Linked DNA regions of Zea mays: regions 1, 3 and 4 are each linked to region 2. Evidence: chromatin contacts called from public Hi-C data. All regions are on one chromosome and are shown on one strand. Each heading gives the region's core, a stretch centred on a gene start, on an enhancer-like site or on the middle of the called end of the contact. The rest is flanking DNA. Distances are from core to core; before and after follow the strand shown.

Region 1 (5,279 bases), core at 1,079-3,578, 130 kb before region 2:
AATCTCTTTGGCGTTCTTCAACCCTTGCACCTTGTTATACTCCTCTCGACTTAGAGAGGCGAGGAGTATAGTGGTGGCTTAGGAGTTGAAGTGCCGGATTTGGGCTACCTCGTCCGAATCATAACCTTCATCCCCTACGGATGGTTCCTGTGCACCAAACTCAACAATGTCCCAAATGCTAGCGTGGAGTGAGGTTAGATGGTGCCTCATTTTATCACTCCACATACAATAATCTTCACCGTAAAAAACCGGTGGTTTGCCTAGTGGAACGGAAAGTAAAGGGGTGCGTTTGGAAATGCGAGGATAGCGTAAGGGGATCTTACTAAACTTCTTGCGCTCATGGCGCTTAGAAGTGACGGAAGGCGTGTCGGAGCTGGAGGTGGAGGGCGATGAAGAATCGGTCTCGTAGTAGACCACCTTCTTCATTTTCTTCTTCTTGTCGCCACTCCGGTGCGACTTGACGCGGGGAGGTGATTCCTCCCTCTTCTTATTTGCGGACTCCCCCGATGGAGTCTTCCCGTGGCTTGTGGCGGGCTTCTCGCCGGTCATCATCTCCTTCTTGGCGTGAGCTCCCGACATCACTTCGAGCGGTTAGGCTCTTAATGAAGTATCAGGCTCTGATACCAATTGAAAGTCGCCTAGAGGGGGGTGAATAGGCAAATCTGAAATTTATTAGGTTTAAGCACAACTACAAGCCAGGGTTAGCGTTAGAGATGTAAACGAGTCCGAAAGAGAGTGCGAAAACAAATCGCAAGCGAATAAGAACGGATGACACGGTGATTTGTTTTATCGAGGTTCGGTTCTTGCAAACCTACTCCCCGTTGAGGTGGTCACAAAGACCGGGTCTCTTTCAACCCTTTCCCTCTCTCAAACGGTCACCTAGACCGAGTGAGCTTCTCTTCTCAATCAAATGGGACACTAAGTCCCCACAAGGACCACCACACAATTGGTGTCTCTTGCTTTGATTACAAGTGAGTTGGAAACAAGAATAGAGGAAGAATAAAAGCAATCCAAGCGCAAGAGCTCAAATGAACACAAATGTCTCTCTCTCAAGTCACTAATTTGTTTGGAATGATTCCGGACTTGGGAGAGAATTTGATCTCTTTGATTGTGTCTTTGAATGAAGTCTAGAGCTCTTGTATGAGGTTTGATGGCTGAAAACTTGGATGCATTGAAGTGTGGTGGTTGGGGGATATTTATAGCCCCAACCACCAAAAGAACCGTTGGTGAAGGCTGCTGTCGTATGGCGCACCGGACAGTCCGGTGCGCCAGCCACGTCACCATGCCGTTGGGTTCCGACCGTTGGAGCTCTGACAAGTGGGGCCACCGGACAGTCCGGTGGGGCACCGGACAGGTCCTGTTCACTTCCTGGTGCGCCTCTGGTGCCTGCTCTGACTTCTGCGTGCGCAGGCGTGCACTGTAGCGTTGCAGGTGACCGTTGGCGCTTGGAGCCGTTGCTCCGCTTGGCACACCGGACAGTCCGGTGAATTATAGCGGAGCGGCCTCCCCGAATTCCCGAAGGTGGTAAGTTCGGAGTTGGGTTCCCTGGTGCACCGGACACTATCCGGTGCGCCAGACCAGGGCTGCCTTTGGGTTGTCTTTTGCTCTTTTTTTTTGAACTCTTTCTTGGACTTTTTATTGGTTTGTGTTGAACCTTTGACACCTGTAAAACTTATAATATAGAGCAAACTAGTTAGTTTAATTATTTGTGTTGGCCAATTGAACCACCAAAATCATTTAGGAAAAGGTGTAAGCCTATTTCCCTTTCACCAATCTTCAAAACTGCTTGGGAACATATCCTCGAACACCTTGTAGGCACCACTCTGGATGTTGTTCCCACTGTCCAAATCTGACCTCAAAGTGCAACACTGATCTTCCCAACGATTGTCATCCAACAGAAGAGAAATTTCCAGGAATTCGAACTCCTCTGGTACCAATTGTTAGCAACCTCCAATCACATGAACACAACAGCCACCACCAAGGCAAGGGTATAAATCTGATACATGCATACACTAGTACAGAGATGGAGTTTGGGAAGTAGCAATCAGGGAAGGGAAGAAGATGAATCAGATCGATAGGTGAAGAAGCATCAGAAGCACATCTTAGCAGGATGAGGAGAGACGTCTAACCGCTATAGGAAGAAGTGGATGATACGAGTGGTGTATTCTGAATATCCGATGGTCCCTGGCCCTTGCCTTGTTTCTGCTCTTTGTAGTGCTCATTTCAGTTAGTTGGGCCGACCTGTACCATATAGGACAGGTTCCTAACAGATAATAACAAAAATTTTCACAAAGATCGATGCTCAGGACAGCTTTGGATTTTAAACTCTGTTTTCGAGTCCATGGGGGCGGATTATCTACCCAACCTGATTTTGCGTGTTGCCATCCCTACGCGATAGTGGGATCTGCGTCAGGCCGGAAAATGACGTACCTGCACTCAGGTCATACTTTAGTCGCAAAAGCCCACTCCTGTCTCGATCCTTCGCCGTGCAGCGGCCGGCGGCCGCCTAGCACGAGTCGAAGAGAAGACTTAACGACAATGTCGTCAACGCAACGGCAATTGAAAGAGTCAGGCACCATCTGGCATCTGCGTCGTGCTATAAGTAGTAGCTGCTGACTGCTGTTACATTCCAAGCTCCAAAGCAACGGCCGGGCATGGCGATCACTCCACAGACCATGGTCCTCCTCTCCCTGCTGCTGTCCTTGTCGTCCCTGCCCATTGCCCTGGCGCTCGCGGAAGCGGGAGCCGAGAGCGAGGACACCGCGGCTCTGCTCGCCTTCAAGGCCGCGGCCGTCGGCAGCAGCAGCGGCACTAGTGGCGCCGTGCTCGCGTCGTGGAACGGCAGCGGCGCCGGCCCGTGCACCTGGGATGGCGTCAAGTGCAGCCGCATCGGACGTGTGGTGGCGCTGAGGCTGCGCTCCCTCGGGCTCTCCGGGACGCTCTCGCCGGCCGTCGGCAACCTGTCGTCGCTGCGGGAGCTCGATCTGAGCTCCAACTGGCTGCGCGGCGAGATCCCCGCGAGCCTCGGCCGCCTGCGCCGCCTCCGGACGCTCGACCTCAGTGTCAACACCTTGTCCGGCGCGGTCCCCGGCAACCTCACCGCCTGCACCAGCCTGAGGTACCTAAACCTCGGCAGCAACAGGCTCAGCGGGCACGTACCGGCGGGGCTCGGCGGCGCGCTGGCGCGGCTCGAGGTGCTCTGGCTCACCAACAACAGCGTCACGGGGGCCCTCCCAGCGTCGCTGGCCAACCTGACGTCGCTGCGCCAGCTCGGCCTTGGGCTCAACGCCTTGGACGGCCCGATACCTCCGGAGCTCGGCCGCAACATGGCGCGCCTCGAGTACGTCGACCTCTGCCACAACCACCTGCGCGGCGAGATCCCGGCGCCGCTGTACAACGTGTCGTCGCTGGCGAGCCTCGACGTGGGGCAGAACGCGCTGCACGGAGGCATCCCTGCCGGGATCCACGTGCAGCTCCCTCGGCTGCGGTATCTGGCCTTGTTCGAGAACCATTTCAGCGGGGCGATCCCTCCCACCATCTCCAACCTCACCCAGCTCGTAGAGCTCGAGCTGTCAGAGAACCGGTTCAGCGGCCTCGTGCCTCGCGATCTTGGGAGGCTGCAGGATCTGTGGAAACTGCTGCTGGACGACAACATGCTCGAAGCGGGGGACAAAATGGAGGGGTGGGAATTCATGGAGTCGTTGGCCAACTGCAGCAAGCTAAATCTTTTCGGTCTGGGTGGCAACGATTTCACCGGAGATCTTCCTGCTTCGGTTGCTAAGCTCTCGACAACACTTGAGTGGCTTTACCTAGAAAACCTTGCGATCTCCGGGAGCATCCCCTCGGAGATCGGAAACCTGGTCGGCCTGAAAGTACTTGTTCTGACGGATACTGACATCTCAGGAGCAATTCCTGATAGCATCGGGAGGATGGAGAACCTGGTTGAGCTACACCTGGACAACAATAGCCTGTCGGGGCCGGTACCGTCATCGGTGGGGAATCTCACCAAGCTCATGAAGCTATCGGCGAGCGGCAACAGCCTGGGAGGATCAATCCCGAGGAATCTCGGAAAGCTCACCGACCTCACCAGCCTTGATCTTTCAAGCAACCACCTGAACGGCTCGATCCCTGAAGAAACATTCCAGCTGCAGTCTCTTTCGCTGCTCCTGGACTTGTCACACAACTCCCTCTCCGGACCACTCCCTCCCAACGTCGGAAGGCTGGCCAACCTCAACACGCTGAGACTGTCAGGAAACCAGCTGTCCGGCCAGCTACCGGCAGGCATCAGAGACTGCGTGGTTCTGGAGGAGCTCCTGCTGGACAGCAACTCGTTCCAGGGAAGCATACCTGAGGCTCTAGGCGACATCAAGGGCCTCCGCGTGCTGAACCTGACCATGAACGGGTTCTCCGGTGCGATCCCCGACGCCCTTGGTAGCATACGCAGCATGCAGCAGCTGTACGTAGCGCGCAACAGCCTCTCCGGGCCGATCCCAGCCGACCTGCAGAACCTGACGTCGCTGTCCGATCTGGATCTGTCCTTCAACGACCTGCAAGGCGAGGTGCCCGACCGAGGCTTCTTCAGAAACCTGCCTCGCTCATCGGTTGCCGGAAACGAAAACCTCTGTGGCGGAATGCCTCGGCTTCGCCTGCATCCGTGCCCCACGTCCGCTTCGGGGAAGAACAGTCGGAGCAAGAGGTGGCCGCCGCTGAAGCATGTTGAAATGGCTCTGGCGACAGTGGGCGCAGTCGTGTTCTTGGCATCATTATTAGCCGCAGCTACTCAGCTCGTCGTCTGTAGGAGCCGTAAACAAAGGCGGCAGCAGACGAAGAGGCAGCCCCTAGGAGCCCCAGCAGCGACCGGAGAGCGGTACGAGAGGGTCTCTTACAAGGAGCTGTCGGAGGGGACGAAGGGGTTTTCAGACGCCAACCTGCTCGGAAGAGGAAGCTACGGCACAGTCTACAGGTGCGTTCTCAGCCGTCTCACCGACGATGGCGGAAGAACCGTAGCCGCCTCCGCCGCCGCCGTCGCCGTGAAGGTGTTCGACCTCGAGCGGTCCGGATCCACGCGAAGCTTCGTGGCCGAATGCGAGGCGCTCCGGAGCGCGCGCCACCGCTGCCTCGTAAGGACCATCACGTGCTGCTCGAGCGTGGACCGCCAGGGGCAGGAGTTCAAGGCCCTGGTGTTCGAGCTCATGCCCAACGGCAACCTGAGCCGCTGGCTCCATCCGAGCCCGAACGAGGCCGACCCCGAGAGCACGCTGAGCCTGATCCAGAGGCTC
Region 2 (5,239 bases), core at 2,098-4,597:
TAGTATGATCCAACAGAACATAATAGTAAAACTTGTTCTGTTCCTAGACATAATCATTGTAAAAACACCAGAAGCATGTTTAGACAGTAAAACATAATCATTGTTTAGACAGTAAAATCAATACCAGATCATACATATGAATGTTCAAAATAGTTCAATAGAATAACAAATCATGTTTAGACAGTAAAACTTGTTCTGTTCCCAGACATAATCATTGTAAAAACACCATAAGCATGTTTAGACAGTAAAACATAATCATTGTTTAGACAATAAAACATAAATGTTCAGGTAATCATTGTAAAAACATAATCAGGAAAACCCTAAAACCCTAGTTTTTACTAATGATCCTACAAATCATCTGATCCCAGACATGGAAGCGAAATGGGTGCATGCGACACCAGAAGCATGGTAGTTTGCAGCAAAACCCTAAAACCCTAAAATCATCTGAGGAACACTGACAACATGGTACTCTACAGCAAAATCCTACACCAGAAGCTATTTTTATATAACAAATTAGCAAACTATACCAGATCTGAGAGGGGTCAAATGGGTCCATGCAAGAGGGAGAGCTCAAATCAGACGAAGAACAGATCTCAGCCAACAACTACCGGATCTCAGAGGAGAGAAATTAGCAAACTATACCAGATCTGAGAGGAGAGACATTAGCAAACTATACCAGATCAGTCGAAGAACAGATCTCAGCCAAGAGCTATTTTTATGCATAAATATCATATCTCAGCCAAGAACTACCAATAGTACTACAAATCAGAAGAAGAACAGATTACCTGGAAGGAGTGTCACAACAGCGAGAGGGAGGAGACGCGAGAGCTCGAACGCGAGGGAGAGGAGACGCGAGAGCTCGCACGCGGGGGAGACGAGACGCGAGAGCTTGCTCGCGGGGGGGGGGGGGAGCTCCATGGAGAGCTCGAGGGGGAGAGGAGACGCGGGAGCTTGCTCGTGGGGGAGCTCGAGGGGGAGAAGAGACGTGAGAGGGAGAGATGGGAGGGGAGAGGAGACGACGGCCAAACTCTAGTGCGAGAAGAGCTCGAGGAGGAGAGCGCGAGTGGCCGAGCGCAGCCTGGCTCGCGTGGAACGCGCCTTTTGGCTGTATCCCATGGGCCTAGCTGAGGCCAATGTTTTGCACGAGTGTGGCCTGGCCCAGACACACGTCCAAGCAACCAAACACATGCAGTTGTCTGAGTTTTGCATCTGTAAAGTTTCGCACGAGCGCATCCAACCAACCAAACACACCGTTTCTCTCTCTTATCTCTCAGGATGTTAACGTAGCCGCAGTGGCGTAGACAAGGGGCTGACAGGGCTCGGGCTCCCTAAGGCTTGTACATACTAATTAATTACTACTCTCTCCGACTCAAAATGTTTGTTGCTGTAGTGTTTAAACTTTCTTAAGTTTGACTATATTTATAGAAAAATATTAGCAACATTTGTATCTCTAGGTAATTTTACTACAACAACAGATTCATATATCTATCTATATAATGATACTAATTATATACTACAAACATCAACATTTTATTATATATACTTGCTCAATGTCGAAAAAATAAGTTGACTCCTAGGAAAATGAGAATGACAAACATTTTTTATTAAGATGGAGGGAGTACTATTTTTTAAGTAGAACAACGATTGATTCGATAAATATTGGTTATTTCTTTGTTTGTATATTTAAACACAGAAGGGCATGTGTCTAAGAAGAATACTACTACTAGTACTGGCTGTAATTAAAGTATAGTGCATACTCGAGAAACAGTAATGACCTGGCAGCAGCGAGCCCTGGCCGAGCTGGTCGATCTCTTGTTTTAACTCCATCTATATGTCGTGATAAATATTCCATTACTCGATCCTGCTCCTCCATGAGCGAGCCAACGAGGAAGAGAGTGCAGAAGTCACGAATGAAGGCTCCTTTCCTGCCTTTGGTAGTTGGATTCTTCCATTCCTGGCCATGGGATCTTCATCGATGAGCATCGCTTTACGCCAGTACGTAACTTCTTCGACCGTCGATGGGCGGCTCTGATCGACTGATCCGCGCGCGCAGCGCGCTGCGTGCAGGATCCGCATTCGTCCAGACCAGAACCACCGGCTTGAAGAGGAACTGAGAAAGGGTCCGTTGCACACGTCTCATCAAAAGTGCCATTTTCCACCTTTCAAGAACTCAATCATCATTAACTTTAATCATATATATATATATATATATATATATATATATATATATATATATATATATATATATAATGTTGATATTTCACGGCGTGTAATTGTTATCATTAGATGAATTGCTGAATATATATTTTTTATAGTAAACTTATTTAAAAACATAAATGTTGCTACTTTTTATATATAAATATAGTTAAACTTAATAGGTTTCATTTGACCAGCATGGATTTTATTTCTCTTGAGGTCTTGTTTAGTTTCACATAAAATTAGAGATTAGGGGGGGATTAAGACCAGGATGCAAGCCATGCCAATAAACAAGCCAACCCAGGATCGAGTGGTCACCATTCATAGTCATCAACTCGTATCTAGGCCATGAATTGATCCGAAAAATAGATTATTTGGGTTTGTTCTAGGCCGAGAATTAGGAGGGGTGAGTGGAAATGACGATTTTGTTTTTGGTCTAGGTCAAAACGAGCAGCTCTAGCAAGCTGGACCGGATTCCAAACCGAGCTGGTTCGTTCCGATCGGAACGAGCCCGAGAACAGGCCTATCTGGTCAAAACAAACAAGACATAAATTCCTTTGTATTTAATTTTGACTAGCAATTGATTTAATCTCCTCCAATAATCTTTAATCCGCTTTTAACCGAATAAGTTCGGCGGATTAGAGGGGATTGAGTGTGGAATTAATTCATTTCTAACTCAACCCTCCCTAATCAATAGGAGGATTTGAGTTTTCAAACTAGCCCTGATTAGTGGTCAAATACCTGGGTAAACAGTAGTCACCCAAATTCATGCATGACCACCTAAGCACTTGTCCGAATTTTACCATATGAGTATAACTTATCCCTGTTTTTTCTTTTACCCACAAGGTCACTTCGCTATACCTTGTTCTTTCTCTATCAACAAATAAGCACCGTCTCATGCTTGTTCGTTAGAATAAGTTATCGATTGAACACTAGTCTACAAATCGCCTGGTTCTCACAATAACAGTATGACATATGAAATTCTCGTGTTTGAGTACCCAAATCATACACAAATATAAATGATGATGAGCAGGGCCGGTTTGAAGAAACAATCCAACATGATAATTTGATAAATAATGAATCAGATATATTGGAGTCGTTTCGTTCCGAGACGGCCCAGCTCAGCCCAGCCCAGCCCAGCCCATGTACATTCCGCAGACCCTAGAAACTTGCAGCCGCGTCCCTGACCATCGCAGAGGAACCAAAGCTAGAGACAACCGCTGCGTAAACGAATCCATCGCCATGGCGTCTCGTCTCGTTGCGGCGGCGGCCTCCTCCTCCTCCCTCTCCTCAGCGTCCCCCCTCGCTCGCCTAATCTCTCGCCGCGGCCTTGCCGGTGCCGCAGGTACGTGCACCTTCCCTGCCCTTTTCCCAGATCTAGGGATTGCGGGCGCAGGTCGTTTGGATCCGCTCGTTGCTTGCGTCCATTCCTGGACCAGTCTCGCCAGATTGTCTCCTGCGATTTAGATCCAGTTTTGGATTCGATGTGTTCATGATGCGATAAACGTAGCCTAGTCCCGATGCGGTCGGATTGTGGGGTTGCGCATAAGAAACTTTAGGCGAGCAGTCGGTACCCTCTACTTGTTATTTCTGTGGCGTCTTGTCGTTGTGATTCATAGCTTACCCTTGCTGAGTGCTTATGGATTCGTTTTGTGTACTTGCCAGACGGCCATGGGTCTGCGAAGGTGCCCTTGTGGAAAGATCCGTTGAGCCCGAGCAAGTGGAAGGAAGAGCACGTGAGTTTACCCTAGAACATCTTGTTTAAAGTCATTGAAGCTAACTACATTGATGTTGTGATGATTATCGTACTAGTGTTAGGCATACAGCCTGTGAGTACATTATATTTTCTTTATAAGGGTCTGCCACTGAGCTCTTGAGTTCATTTGGATGCTTAAGTGGAACTGTAGAATGTCTTCTGGGTGGAAAACACATAAGTTGGTAACTAGTGCCAAACTTTTTGGCCTTGTAATCAGATTACAGGTTTACCTACATCTTTAGGTTGCCTCTGTCATCAGTTGAATCAATATCTTTTTTTTACCATATGCATTCTGTAGCCAAGTTCTCAAAAATTGTCTGGCACACATACTTGTTATCTACAATACATCTGCAAAACTAGAGCTGTTAGACTCTATAGTTTGTTCTCATTTGAATCATGTCATAGAGTTTCTTCCTGATCTTTCTTGCTTCATATGAAATATTTCATCTAAGTACCTTTTACTGGCTGCAATTACCCAACATGCATGCCTCTAGCCAAAATATGTTGGCAGGAAGTGTTTCAGAAACCAGTCAAGGTGGCCTCACTACAATTAGGTCTTGGTCAATGAGGCCAGGTGGCCAATGGGTGAGGTCAAGTTAGCCTCAGCAGCCACTGAATCTTGTTGGTTTTCCACTAACCATGCCCCCTCACACAATCCTGATGTTGAGGGATCTTCCCCAGATCCAAACCTCATCTTCCCCTTCCTCCTCCCCCCCCCCCCCCCCCACGGTTCTTGGTTAGTACCTAATGAATTTTGAATTGCACCTTACATCTAATGACACCTGCAAACAATAGCTGACTCATTTCGATATATCTTGCTATTTTGAATATATTCTAAATTTCTAATATGAAATCTGGACCTTTCATGCACTGTTTCAAACTTTTAATAGATACAAATAAATTATTTGGTGTACATTTTGAGGACTTTCATCCAATCCGCGAGTCATTAAAAATGGACTTTATGCTGTGTTGTGGTTTTATATACTCCCTCCGTTCCAAAATATAGTTCTTCCTAGCCTTGTTTTTTTCCGTCCACATTCGAATGAATGATAATGAACATCGACATACATACAAACTACATTCGTAATTTGATTAATGAATGTGTATTTTGTCTAAAACGAATTATATTTTGGGACAAAGGGAATATGATATATCTGTTTGACTTTCTACACACCCAGTGCTGAAAGCTCCCACACAATGTGGGGTCATTTTATTTTCTTTTATATTGTAATTTTTTTCTTCAGTATCTGCTTTTCATGTGTTTTTCTGTTATCATAGTTGTACTAT
Region 3 (5,267 bases), core at 2,261-4,760, 230 kb before region 2:
AAATCAAGATTAAATAAATGAGAAACGATTCACTCACCAGCTTTTCCTCGTCTTCCTTCGTCCACTCTAGCCTCTTTGGACGCTTTTCCTTCGGCACGGGATTTTCCTCAGCTTGGTTTTCAGATCCAACAGATAAAGGTGCAACTGGAGGAGGTGCTCCATACGTAGGTGGAGCATATGGATGAGGTGCTCCATACGGAGGTGGAGCATATGGAGCATAAGGAGGTACTCCATACGGAGGTGGAGCATATGGAGGAGGGGCGTATGGAGGTATCTGGAAAGAAGCTTGACTTCCGTCCGCAGCAGGTGGGGGAGGGGCATACAGACTTACCGGGAATGAGGCTTGAATTCCGGCTTGGGAAGTTGGAGGTTGACCATATGAAGACGGTGGATATTGATACAAATGATAGGGATAAGGGTATGGTGGTGGACGCGCAGCCGGAAATAGTGCACGGGGGAGTGAGGCTGAAACATCGGAGCGACGATGTAGTGAAGAAGACTCATCTAACGAAAGGGTTGTAGGTGACCCATCGGACTGCAAGAGATCCGTGAAGGTGTTCAAATCTGGGGACCAACCCGACATTGTGTGAAGAAAGGGGAGTTTGGAAGAGAAAAATGAGATGGAATGGTGTGTGGAATGAGCTCCACCCGGGTAGGGGTATATATAGATGGATTGAGGATGAAATTTGTGATTTTTTGCAAATTTTTTCGAATTTTTTGGACTCCAAACGGTCAAAAACGGCTAGCACACGTGGACCAATCAGAAGCCGCCACCTCACTATCGCCCCTCGCTCTCGCCCGCGAAGACGCCATCGCCAACGCGTCGCCCCGCTCTCGCCTGCCTATCGCCTCCCTCTCGCCCGGCGCGCGCTCCAGTGCAGGCGAGAGCGGGGCGATATCGCCCGCTCTCGCCGGGCGGTGGCAGTAGCGCCCGCCGGGTCGCTCTCGCCTCCTGCTGGGCGCTATCGCCCTCACTATAGCCTGCATTGGCACCAGCCTAACTCCATCTCGTGGTTGCTCCCGACCATGTTCACCTGATGGTTACGGGCTGCTGGTTATCAGTTGATCAAACAGCCCAATGTAGGAAAATGCGTGTCCTGTTAATGCCATGTTTGATTACTTAGTGGATGTTTGGTTTAAGAAATCACTCTATCCAAATTAAGGTGGTGCATCATAGATTCATTCCTCAAATTTGGTGGGATGACCTCATTCCTCATATTAGTACTAACTAAATAACTATACAGAATGAGACGGTGATGGATCAACCCATTCTATTCCACAAACCAAACAAAAATATTGAGTGAGAAGATAATAGACTAGATCATTCCTCAAACCAAACATCCCATTAGTTACCCTCCTAAACCCTAGTCACTAGAAATCCTATTTAGAATACCTATTTTAGTCATCCGTTTGGTATTTTAGGGATTAAAAATAATTAAACCTGAGAGCAACTCCAACAAATCCAAAACACCTAATCCTAAATCCTATTTTAGAAGAAAAACAAAAAAAATGTACAACTCCGCCGCGCACTCTCGTCCCAATATTCTCTCTGAAGTCCAGTTTCACGCTGCTGCAGGAACGACTGTTTGGTGAGCTCCGGAAAGGCGATGGCACACAAATACGTATTCTATACAAATTTTAAGGATAAGAAAAGATCGTGGTGAAATCAAATTCGAGTAAATTGGACATTGTTCCGCAACCAATTTCCAATAAAATTAATGCGATTAAACATACTCGGAGGATACATTCCGATGTTCAGCACAAGATAGGCAAGTTCACATAAGGCACTGTAATACCCTCAAAACACTTGAAATTCATGTTCCACGAAGCAAAGTAAGATACGCTAAAGCAAAACGTCAGGATTCGCATCCGCACTTAAGCAACGGCATCGAGGAAAGCCTTCCCAGGAGCACGCTTCTCAAGTCTGCCGTGGTTGCCGAGCAGCTGTAAAAGGTAGGGAGAAGATAACATTAGATTATGGACTGCCCTCGTAGATGAGAGAGCAAACATTAGAAGACTGCTCAGAGATGTAAAGGTAGAAACTGTTATCAAGCATGGATCGTCCAAAATAAAAAAAATACGCATTATCCAAGGGAAAACGATGGTGTACCTTTGCGTTGACACCATCAGGAACAATTCTGCCCTCGCTCTTGTACTTCAGGTAGTCAGCGCGGCTGAACTTGGTGAAGCCCCTGAACAAGATAGTGCACATTATAAACAATAATAATACAAAATAACTTATGCAAGTTACTATACTGTGACAGTTTAATTCCACAGCAGCAATGAACTATTATGCACTCACCACTTTCTGCTCTCAATGATCTTTTGGCGGCCAGGGAACTTGAACTTAGCGCGACGCAGAGCTTCGCTGGCATGGGCAGCATTGTTGTCCTTGCATCGCACGGAAAGGAGGACCTGACCAATGTCCACCCTAGCACAGGTGCCCTGAGGCTTGCCAAAGGCACCCCTCATTCCAGTCTGGAGCCTATCAGCCCCGGCACAGGAAAGCATCTTGTTGATACGGAGGACATGGAACGGGTGAACCCGGACCCTAAGGTGGAAGGCATCCTTTCCTGCAGACTTGGTCATGTACTTGTTGCAGGCAATGCGGGCAGCCTCGAGCGCCTCACTGGAGACATTCTCCTTCTCCCAAGAGACAAGGTGCACACAGTAGGGGAACTCATCAACACCCTTCCTCTTCATCCCGACATCGTAGATCCTGATCTTGGGGTCAGGGACACCACGGCAGTACCTGGACTTAGGGTACGGCTTGTTCTTGATCTGGCGATAGCATCTAGCAGGCCCTAAGCAAAGTTTCAGAAACATAAAGCTCAATTTTATCAACAGCATAATAGCAATGCACTGCAGTGATAAAATTATTCAGTGCAAACAGATATAAATCATTGAATTGATGCAAAACAGAGCATTATTTTCTACAAAATATACAACAGTGCTTTTATTAAGCAGGCAGAATGAGCAAATGAAGTGTAGACAGATTGGTCCTATAGTGTTGATTCATGGCATACAAACGAATACTAATACTAAATGCGTTATTCACAATGCCATGGAATATGACTAATACTCCCCTTTTTTGACAGATAAAGGTCTACACGGATTCTAAATTATGAGCGTGTTGACTTTATACACAGGAAATGTGAATATATGGTACCAAATCCCCCAGGTCCCAGCCATTCTCTTCTTTATACGATAATACGTAACAACTTTGCGAGTTCCACAAATCATCAACTCAGCAAACAAACATCAAATATTAAGCCCGTGGACAGTAAGAACCCCGGGATCATCAAAAGCATATACCCGATTTCGTGTGGATCTAGTCGAAATTTGCGCCGGACTAAAAGAAAGTACCCTATGGACTGCAACAATCAACGCAGTAGAAGCGTACGAAGGAGGTTAATCAAAAAGGCGAACTTACTTCTGCCCATGGCGACGGCAGCTGAGGTAGGCAGTCGGTGTCGGCGGAGGCGGCGAAACGAGGAAGGGGTGCGTCTAGGGCTTGGAGGGAAGAGAGGGACACTTTATATAGAGAGTGCGGACGCGGAATGGAGCCGTGCCGCCGTGGGTTTTGTGCGTCACGGCATGCGACTGGCAGATGCTGGGCCTTGGGAGGAATGGACCGAAAAACACAACAGGAGCCCACTAAAATTGGCGACTCCTTTCTCTCAAGGCCAGAGAACACAACTCCTGCAGGCTGCAGCGACATCATCCTCCCCCGTCGCGCCCTTGCCGCCGCCGCCTCCTCTCCCCGCCACTCGCCCACTCGAGCTGGACACTGAAAAAAATCAGTAGCAGGGCCGTGTTGGGCTGAGCCCACGTTGTCCACATCAAAACACTCAAACAGGGTTGTTAGTTCTCACGGGCCAAAAAGGTCAGCCCATGTTGATGCCGTGGCCGTGGGGATCAGATGGCTTGGCGGCTACGACGGTTTTCCTTTCCTCCGCGCCACCACGAGCTGCCCTAAAACCCTACCACTCTACTACCATCACACCTGCGCCTCCACAGTCCACACTCACCGCGCTCGCCCCCTCACAACGAAACCTAGAGAGTCCCGCGCGTGACATGGCGGACGGCGCGGGCTCGGCGTCTGGTCTGGTGGAGAAGCTCGCGGAGCTTTCAACGGGCGGCGCCGGGCAGAATCCTCCGCCGGCGGGTGAAGGCGGAGAGGAGCTGCAGCTCTCGAAGAAGTAGGGACAATCGAGCATTCCTCTCACTTGAGCCCGTTGGTTTTCCTTGCCATTTCTGTTTCCTGATTCCGGGGTTGGTTGTTGCGTGTTTGATGTGTGCAGCGCGAAGAAGAGAGAGGAGAAGAGGAAGAAGCTGGAAGAGGAGCGGAGGCTCAAGGAGGAAGAGAAAAAGAACAAGGCGAGGATCATTTATCAATTTATGCTGTTGTTTCTTCCACTTATTGCAGTTCCTGTTATGTGCTATATCAGTGAACCCTGGATAAATTTGGTCAGAATATGTCATTGCTTCCACCAAGTATTGTTTGATTCGTTAGCTCTAGAAGATTACTCAAATGCTCGTGTTAGAAGTTAAGTTTTCACTATGTTAGTGCCAAGGCTCAAAATTGATGTGTGCCATCTGTTGTTGTAGGCGGCGGCGGCTGCTGCTGCTAGTGGAAAGCCTCAGAAGGCATCTGCTGCTGACGATGATGACATGGATCCCACTGTATGTGCATCTTGCTTTCCCTGCCTAGCGTTTTGAATTCTGTTCCTTATACTTACTCTTATTGGATGGATGTGTTTCCTGCTGCAGCAATACTACGAGAATAGGCTCAAGACTCTTGATTCACTCAAGGCCGCAGGTGTAAACCCCTATCCACATAAGTTTCCGGTTGGCATCTCTGTAGTGGAATACATTGAGAAGTACAAGACCTTGAACAATGGGGAGAAGCTTACAGATGCGACAGAATGTTTAGCTGGTAACTCCTTTTGTTTTCCCATTGTTGTATTCTTAACTTGGAGATTCATATAGGTCTCACTTATATTTTTTTAACTAAGGGAGGATCATGAACAAGAGAACATCATCATCTAAGCTATTCTTTTATGATCTTTATGGTGGCGGCATGAAGGTTCAAGTGATGGCTGATGCCAGGTAAAAGTCTTCATTACACAACTAGAGCTGATTGCCATTGTGTGTGTGGGGGGGGGTCATGTTTTTATTTTAGCACTAGACTATGGCCTGTTTGCTGCATCGGGTTTCCAGCTTCTGCATCTTTTTCATGGTGCCAAACGCGAAACTTTTCAAAT
Region 4 (5,328 bases), core at 2,191-4,690, 210 kb after region 2:
GCTGGAGGTGGAGGTCGAGGAGGAGGAGGTCAAGGAGGTGGTGCTGTCGGAGACGCCGGTGCCGCGGCCGCCCAGGCTGCTGCCGCCGCTGCCGGAGCCGGCGAAGAGGCGGCAAGAGCAGGCGGAGGCCGTTGATGATGAGGCGGCGGCGGTGTCGGCGTCAGAGACATGCAGCGCCAGCGACAGCGCTGCGTCGGCTGCTGCGAAGGGAGCCAAGGCGGCCGGAGGGGAGCGGGAGGTGGAGAAGAGGGCGCTGCTGGACGCGCCGGAGAAAGGGAAGCCTACGGCCCGGAGGACGACGCCGGAGCCGGAGGAGAGCCGCAAGCCCAAGGGAGCGGGCGCGGGCGCGGGCGCCGTTAACGGGCACGTGCGGGCGCGGTCTCCGTCACCCTCGTCGGCGCACAGGAGGCAGCAGAGCGGCGGCCAGGGCCAGGGCCAGGGCCACCAGCACCATCCGGCGCGGCGGGAACATCCGGCGGTGGTGTCGGGCATCGGGTGCCGCAGCGGCCGGTTCTCGCCGTCCGCGGCGAGGCGCGCCGCCGAGAGCGCCGTCCGGCGGACGCACTCGGCCAGGGAGGCCGACATGGCGCTTCCGTCGTCGAAGCGGTCCCTTTCCCTCAGTGCCTTCGCCATCAACGGCAACGGCCACGGCCACGGGGCAGGCGTCGCGCTCTCCGGGCGGGAGCGGGGGCGGGACCCTGGCGAGCGGTCCGGCCGGCGGTCGGTCTCCCCGGCGACGCGTAGGCGCGCGCCCGCCTCTCCCAGTCCCAGCGCGGTCCACCGGCCCGCGAGCCCCGTGCGCAAGGCGGCGGCGAAGGAGCACGGCACCCCCGAGCGAGGCAGCAGGCCGGCGCGGGTCATCAGAGACGGCGGGCCCGACGCTGAGCGGGCGGCGTTGCTGGGCGGAGGAGTAGGAGCGGAGCAGAGGACGAAGCTGGCGGAGGGCGAGGAAGGCGCGCTGGGCCACCAGAACCCCTCGGTGGCCATGGAGTGCTTCATCTTCCTCTAGAGGCTAGAGCTGGTGTGGTGCTGCTGGTGGCCTCAGTTTCTCCTCCACGTTTTTGTTCGTCTCTCGCAAATTCGCTAGCTTCGTTGCTTGCTCAGTAACGTGTTGGACCATTCACATTACTATCGTGCCATCCGTGCATCATCGACCGAGATGGCCGTGCAGTGCATGCATGGCCTTGTCGCCGCCGTTCTCGGACGGGCATTTATTTCCGGCGGCGGCGGGTCGGAGCTCCACTCCGTGACTGCCACAGTGCGTTGTTGTTGTTGTTTGTAGCGCTGTCTAGTTGTACGACCGTTCCGTTCTGACGTACGGCAACCGACCGGCCGTCGAGCAGTAACAGTACTGATGTCTAGCTATCGTCCAGGTTGGTTCAGGGTAGGTAGGCGCGCGTTACTGCACCTGCATGACTGGACTGACTGGCTGGTGCTCAGTGCAACGTCGGGGGTAGATAGATCTATGGCTGAAGACGAGTACACCACAACGTTCTCATTGGATTTTGTGGCAAAACTTTGTAGCTGCATTGCATATACAGGCTACATCCAGGTCCAACAGGCTCCCTCCGGTTTTCATGGGACCACTTTAACACTGGGCCTTCTTGTTTGGGCTAGGCCCGATGCTGCCGGGGCCGCCAAGTCTGGACTGGATTCTGGAGCCTGCTTCTACTATCTCGCCCCGATCGCCGTTGCTAGCCCTGTTTTTAGGCTTCAATTTTGAGTGAATTTTGACGTGGCCGCGTTTTCTACCACTATTTCTCCGTGATCGAGCGAGCAGACAGGCAGGACATGACGGCGTAGACGTACTCAGCGAGATGTCGTCCACAAGTCACGAATCGGCGAGCACAGGACGTGTGGACCACGGGCAGCCGGCTCGGTCGCGGGTGTGGTGCACGGAACGGGTGCGGCCCCCGCCGCCGCCGAGTCTGAGCCGTGGCCGTTCCAGAGCCCGACCGCTGGTTCCGGTCGATCGCGCCTTCAGGAATCAGGAGTACTAGCCTTCACGGTTCGACGGGTTCTGTTTGTTTCTAGTACTGTATACCTAGTACTAGTCTGTCGTGTGCGGAGATGGTTTTTGACACGCAAGGGTGTTCCGGATCTGAACTCGCCGCGCCTTCTCCGCAGTCCGCATCGTGGTTGACGCCCGTGGTTTGGATTGAAGGATCTCTGTAGAAATTTCTAGAGTATGCCGTTCCTACGGAAGCGAGTGCGTTTGGGACAGGTGAAACCATATTTTCTTTCTTCCGACCTCACGAGTCGGCGAGAGGATTTCTCTCGCTAAGGACAAAGTTACGAGTACTCATGCTTACTAGAGAAAAAAATATATGTCTATTTGTACCTATTATGGATATTAAATTGCTTCATACTCATAACCCACTATAGGTAGCAGGTATCCCTATACCACCAACATTTTATATGAACATTTTAATCACAAAAGTAAGTTCTAAATACAAAATATCGAAACACCATATCTCATCAAGTACTAAAATAGTGTATTATCATTGTATTCAACATGTTAAATTCATCGAACCAATACAATTTTACCATAAGTTCAGCATCATCATTTAAATTAAATAGTAGCATCATGACCTCATATCACACAAAATATAGCCTAAAAAGAGAGTTCTTAACTACATCATACAATATTAGAATATTTATTTTTTTTTGAAGTATACAATACTTAATATCTCTACTACCTATATTAAGCACGTAGTGCAGACCACATGCGCGCACATCGTTCCCCTTGCCTAGCCTTCCGCCCCAACATGCGCTACCATGCCTCCACCCTTTGACTGTCGACGCCCCCTGCCCCTGCCCGCGCCGCACATTCCACGTGATGATCGTCACAGTAGACACCGTCTCGACCGTGATCTTCGCCGGCAATCGTGCCCCATAGATATGTGTATGGGTAAGCTGCTATAATAATATTAAATTTGTCATTTTTTTTATCAGGCTACCGAGATTACCCAACAAGATGCCAAAAGTGTGACGTGAAACTTCCCATTCGCCATTTGGCATTCTAAGACTTGTGGGAGTATAATCCAATAGATAGTTGTGCTACAATCTAGTTTGACAACTCTGTTTTCTCAATAAGAATGAACTAGTTTTTCTTAATAAAATAATTTTTTTTTGGAAATTGATGTTCTTAAACTAGCCCTAAACACTGTTATTAGTAAAATTTGAATTACGTGATGCATTTAAAGTAATTACTTAGATAATTTTTATTTCCTTTGCAATAATTGTCTGAGTAATATTTTTTTGTGGGTTGCTGGCATGAGTACCACGAGCGGCCGCCTTGTTCAGTGGAATCTTGCTTACTGGCCCACAGCCGCCTGAGACAAGCGGCTCAAATCTCACCCTCCCACCACATCCACAAAAAATCACCCTCCCCACCTCGATCCTCTTCCGCGAGACGGCAAACCGATCGGTGGAACGGAACCTCCCTCAGTCTCAAGGCGAGCGAGCAAGCGCGGCTCACGTCCACAGGGCCAGCGACAGTAGGCTGTAGGCCCCGCCCGCTCCAGATCCATAGGCAGCCGCGCGCGATCGCGGCGTGGTGGATAAAAGCGTGCGCGCTGCGCCGCTGCCACGAGGTAAGAGAGGCGGGACGAGCGTCAGTGCAGTGCGCGTGTGGTCGGGTAGCGATCCGAGGAGCGCGCAGCGATGGCAGCGGCGGCCGTGGCGACTGTGGCCACCCCATCCCCCGCCTCCAGGCGGCTGTTCCCCTCCGCCGGCCCGTCTCTTCTCCGGCTCCCAAGGCCGACCAAGCGGCTCCGGCGCGCCCTGCGGTTCGCCGCTGCGGGGGATGAAGCGGACGTGCTGCCTGGCCCGGGGGCCGAGGGGGAGGCCGTGGTGCCCGGGAGGCTGGAGGAGCAGCCGGACGAGCAGCTGGGCGGAAGCCAGCTCGACATCGGAGGGCTCGCCTTCCAGGGCGACGTGGGCGGGGGCTTCACCGGCGGCGGAGCGGGCTCCGGGGCCTCCGGCGGTGGCGGCGGCAACAAGATGCTGGACCGGGGCATCAACACGGCCATCGTGCTCGGGGCCAGCACCTACGCTCTCACCAAGCTGCTCACCGTCGACCAGGACTACTGGCATGTGAGTCCCCTATGTTTCTTCATTCCCTTTCATATTTAATTAGTCCCTGATTGGATTCGGAGCCATGTACTGGCGGGCGTATTGATTTGGTTTCTCTTTCTCGGTACACAGGGGTGGACGATCTTCGAGATCCTGCGCTATATGCCGGAGCACAACTGGTCCGCATACGAGGAGGCCCTCAAAGCCAACCCGGTTCTAGCCAAGATGATGATCAGCGGTGTCGTCTACTCCCTTGGTGACTGGATTGCACAGGTGCCTTCACACTTCAATTCCACAGCCACTCTACCACTATTCAATAAGACAAGCATTAGTGTGATTACTGACTGCCGTTGTTTTTTGTTGCTTATGCTTGCAGTGCTACGAAGGCAAGCCGATATTTGATTTCGACCGTGCTAGGATGTTCCGGTCTGGCCTTGTTGGGTTCACGCTTCATGGGTCACTTTCACATTACTACTACCATATATGCGAGGTAACCATTGCTACATGATCTGCTCAGCCTTGTTTTTGTACATTCAAGTCAAAATTGCCCTTATGTGACGTATTTCAACCGCACAAAAAGCTATGAAAATTCTTAAGTTGATGAATTGACGAAGCAAATGAAACGGGTTTTAAGGTGTTCAAGTATGTGATGATTTGGCCAACTTTTACCATCAGTTTGACATTTAATCGTGGGGCTCAACTAATCGGCACATAGCAGGCACCAGATAGAGCTCTTGAGTTGATGCATACAACTAAATAAAGGGGGGTAGTCTCAACGTTTTCAAGTCGGACGACTTGCTGGTCGTTCTGGCTGACCGACTAGGTCGATTAATCACGATTAGTCGGACGACTTGGGCGATTAATCGTGATTGGTCCAAACCGACTTGGACGATTAATCGCGACTCGGATGACTTGAAAACATCACCGGATAGAGCTTGACTAATCGGCACATATATATGAATCATTTTAATTTTTTCAACAATTTTGGAGGCTAACATGCTTTCTAAGGCAAACCTGATGGAGTAAATACTTTTGTTATGTTGACAGGCACTGTTCCCATTCAAGGATTGGTGGGTTGTCCCTGCAAAGGTTGCATTCGATCAGACCATCTGGTCTGCGATCTGGAACAGTATCTACTTTGTGGTCTTGGGTTTCCTTCGGTTGGAATCACCTACCACTATCTACAACGAGCTCAAGTCCACATTCTGGCCCATGCTTACTGTAAGGATTCATCTTCCCTGAATAAGTTTA

The links. Hi-C and Micro-C count contacts between places; a contact is called where the count stands out from the background.
Region 1: a Hi-C map of leaf shows a contact between it and region 2, with 6 times the contacts expected there. The contact joins the promoter of LOC103626075 here to the promoter of LOC100276070 in region 2. A contact is called at or near these places in 1 of 25 Hi-C or Micro-C datasets (leaf) and 1 of 3 datasets of contacts at active chromatin or transcription factors (leaf).
Region 3: a contact with region 2 is called in a Hi-C map of ear, with 1.6 times the contacts expected there. The contact joins the promoter of LOC542298 here to the promoter of LOC100276070 in region 2. A contact is called at or near these places in 5 of 25 Hi-C or Micro-C datasets (bundle sheath, ear, endosperm and 2 more).
Region 4: a Hi-C map of endosperm shows a contact between it and region 2, with 2.5 times the contacts expected there. The contact joins the promoter of LOC100216568 here to the promoter of LOC100276070 in region 2. A contact is called at or near these places in 6 of 25 Hi-C or Micro-C datasets (ear, endosperm, leaf and 2 more).

The regions. Positions count from the first base shown.
Region 1 is chr5:20,476,809-20,482,087 of Zm-B73-REFERENCE-NAM-5.0, forward strand. LOC103626075 (receptor kinase-like protein Xa21) reads left to right here and starts at 2,329. Exons shown (of 2, transcript XM_008646452.4): 1 at 2,329-5,279. The coding sequence starts at 2,655.
Region 2 is chr5:20,607,629-20,612,867 of Zm-B73-REFERENCE-NAM-5.0, forward strand. It overlaps LOC100276070, which reads left to right and starts at 3,348. Exons shown (of 4, transcript NM_001149951.2): 1 at 3,348-3,541; 2 at 3,862-3,932. The coding sequence starts at 3,439.
Region 3 is chr5:20,382,359-20,387,625 of Zm-B73-REFERENCE-NAM-5.0, forward strand. It overlaps LOC542298 (60S ribosomal protein L10-3), which reads right to left and starts at 3,511. Exons shown (of 4, transcript NM_001111885.2): 1 at 3,434-3,511; 2 at 2,303-2,804; 3 at 2,111-2,192; 4 at 1,691-1,944. The coding sequence starts at 3,443. The coding sequence ends at 1,876. LOC103626074 reads right to left here and starts at 843. Exons shown (of 2, transcript XM_008646451.3): 1 at 38-843. The coding sequence starts at 583. It also overlaps the pseudogene LOC100280510.
Region 4 is chr5:20,822,325-20,827,652 of Zm-B73-REFERENCE-NAM-5.0, forward strand. LOC100216568 reads left to right here and starts at 3,441. Exons shown (of 8, transcript NR_159537.1): 1 at 3,441-4,098; 2 at 4,210-4,350; 3 at 4,454-4,567; 4 at 5,125-5,298.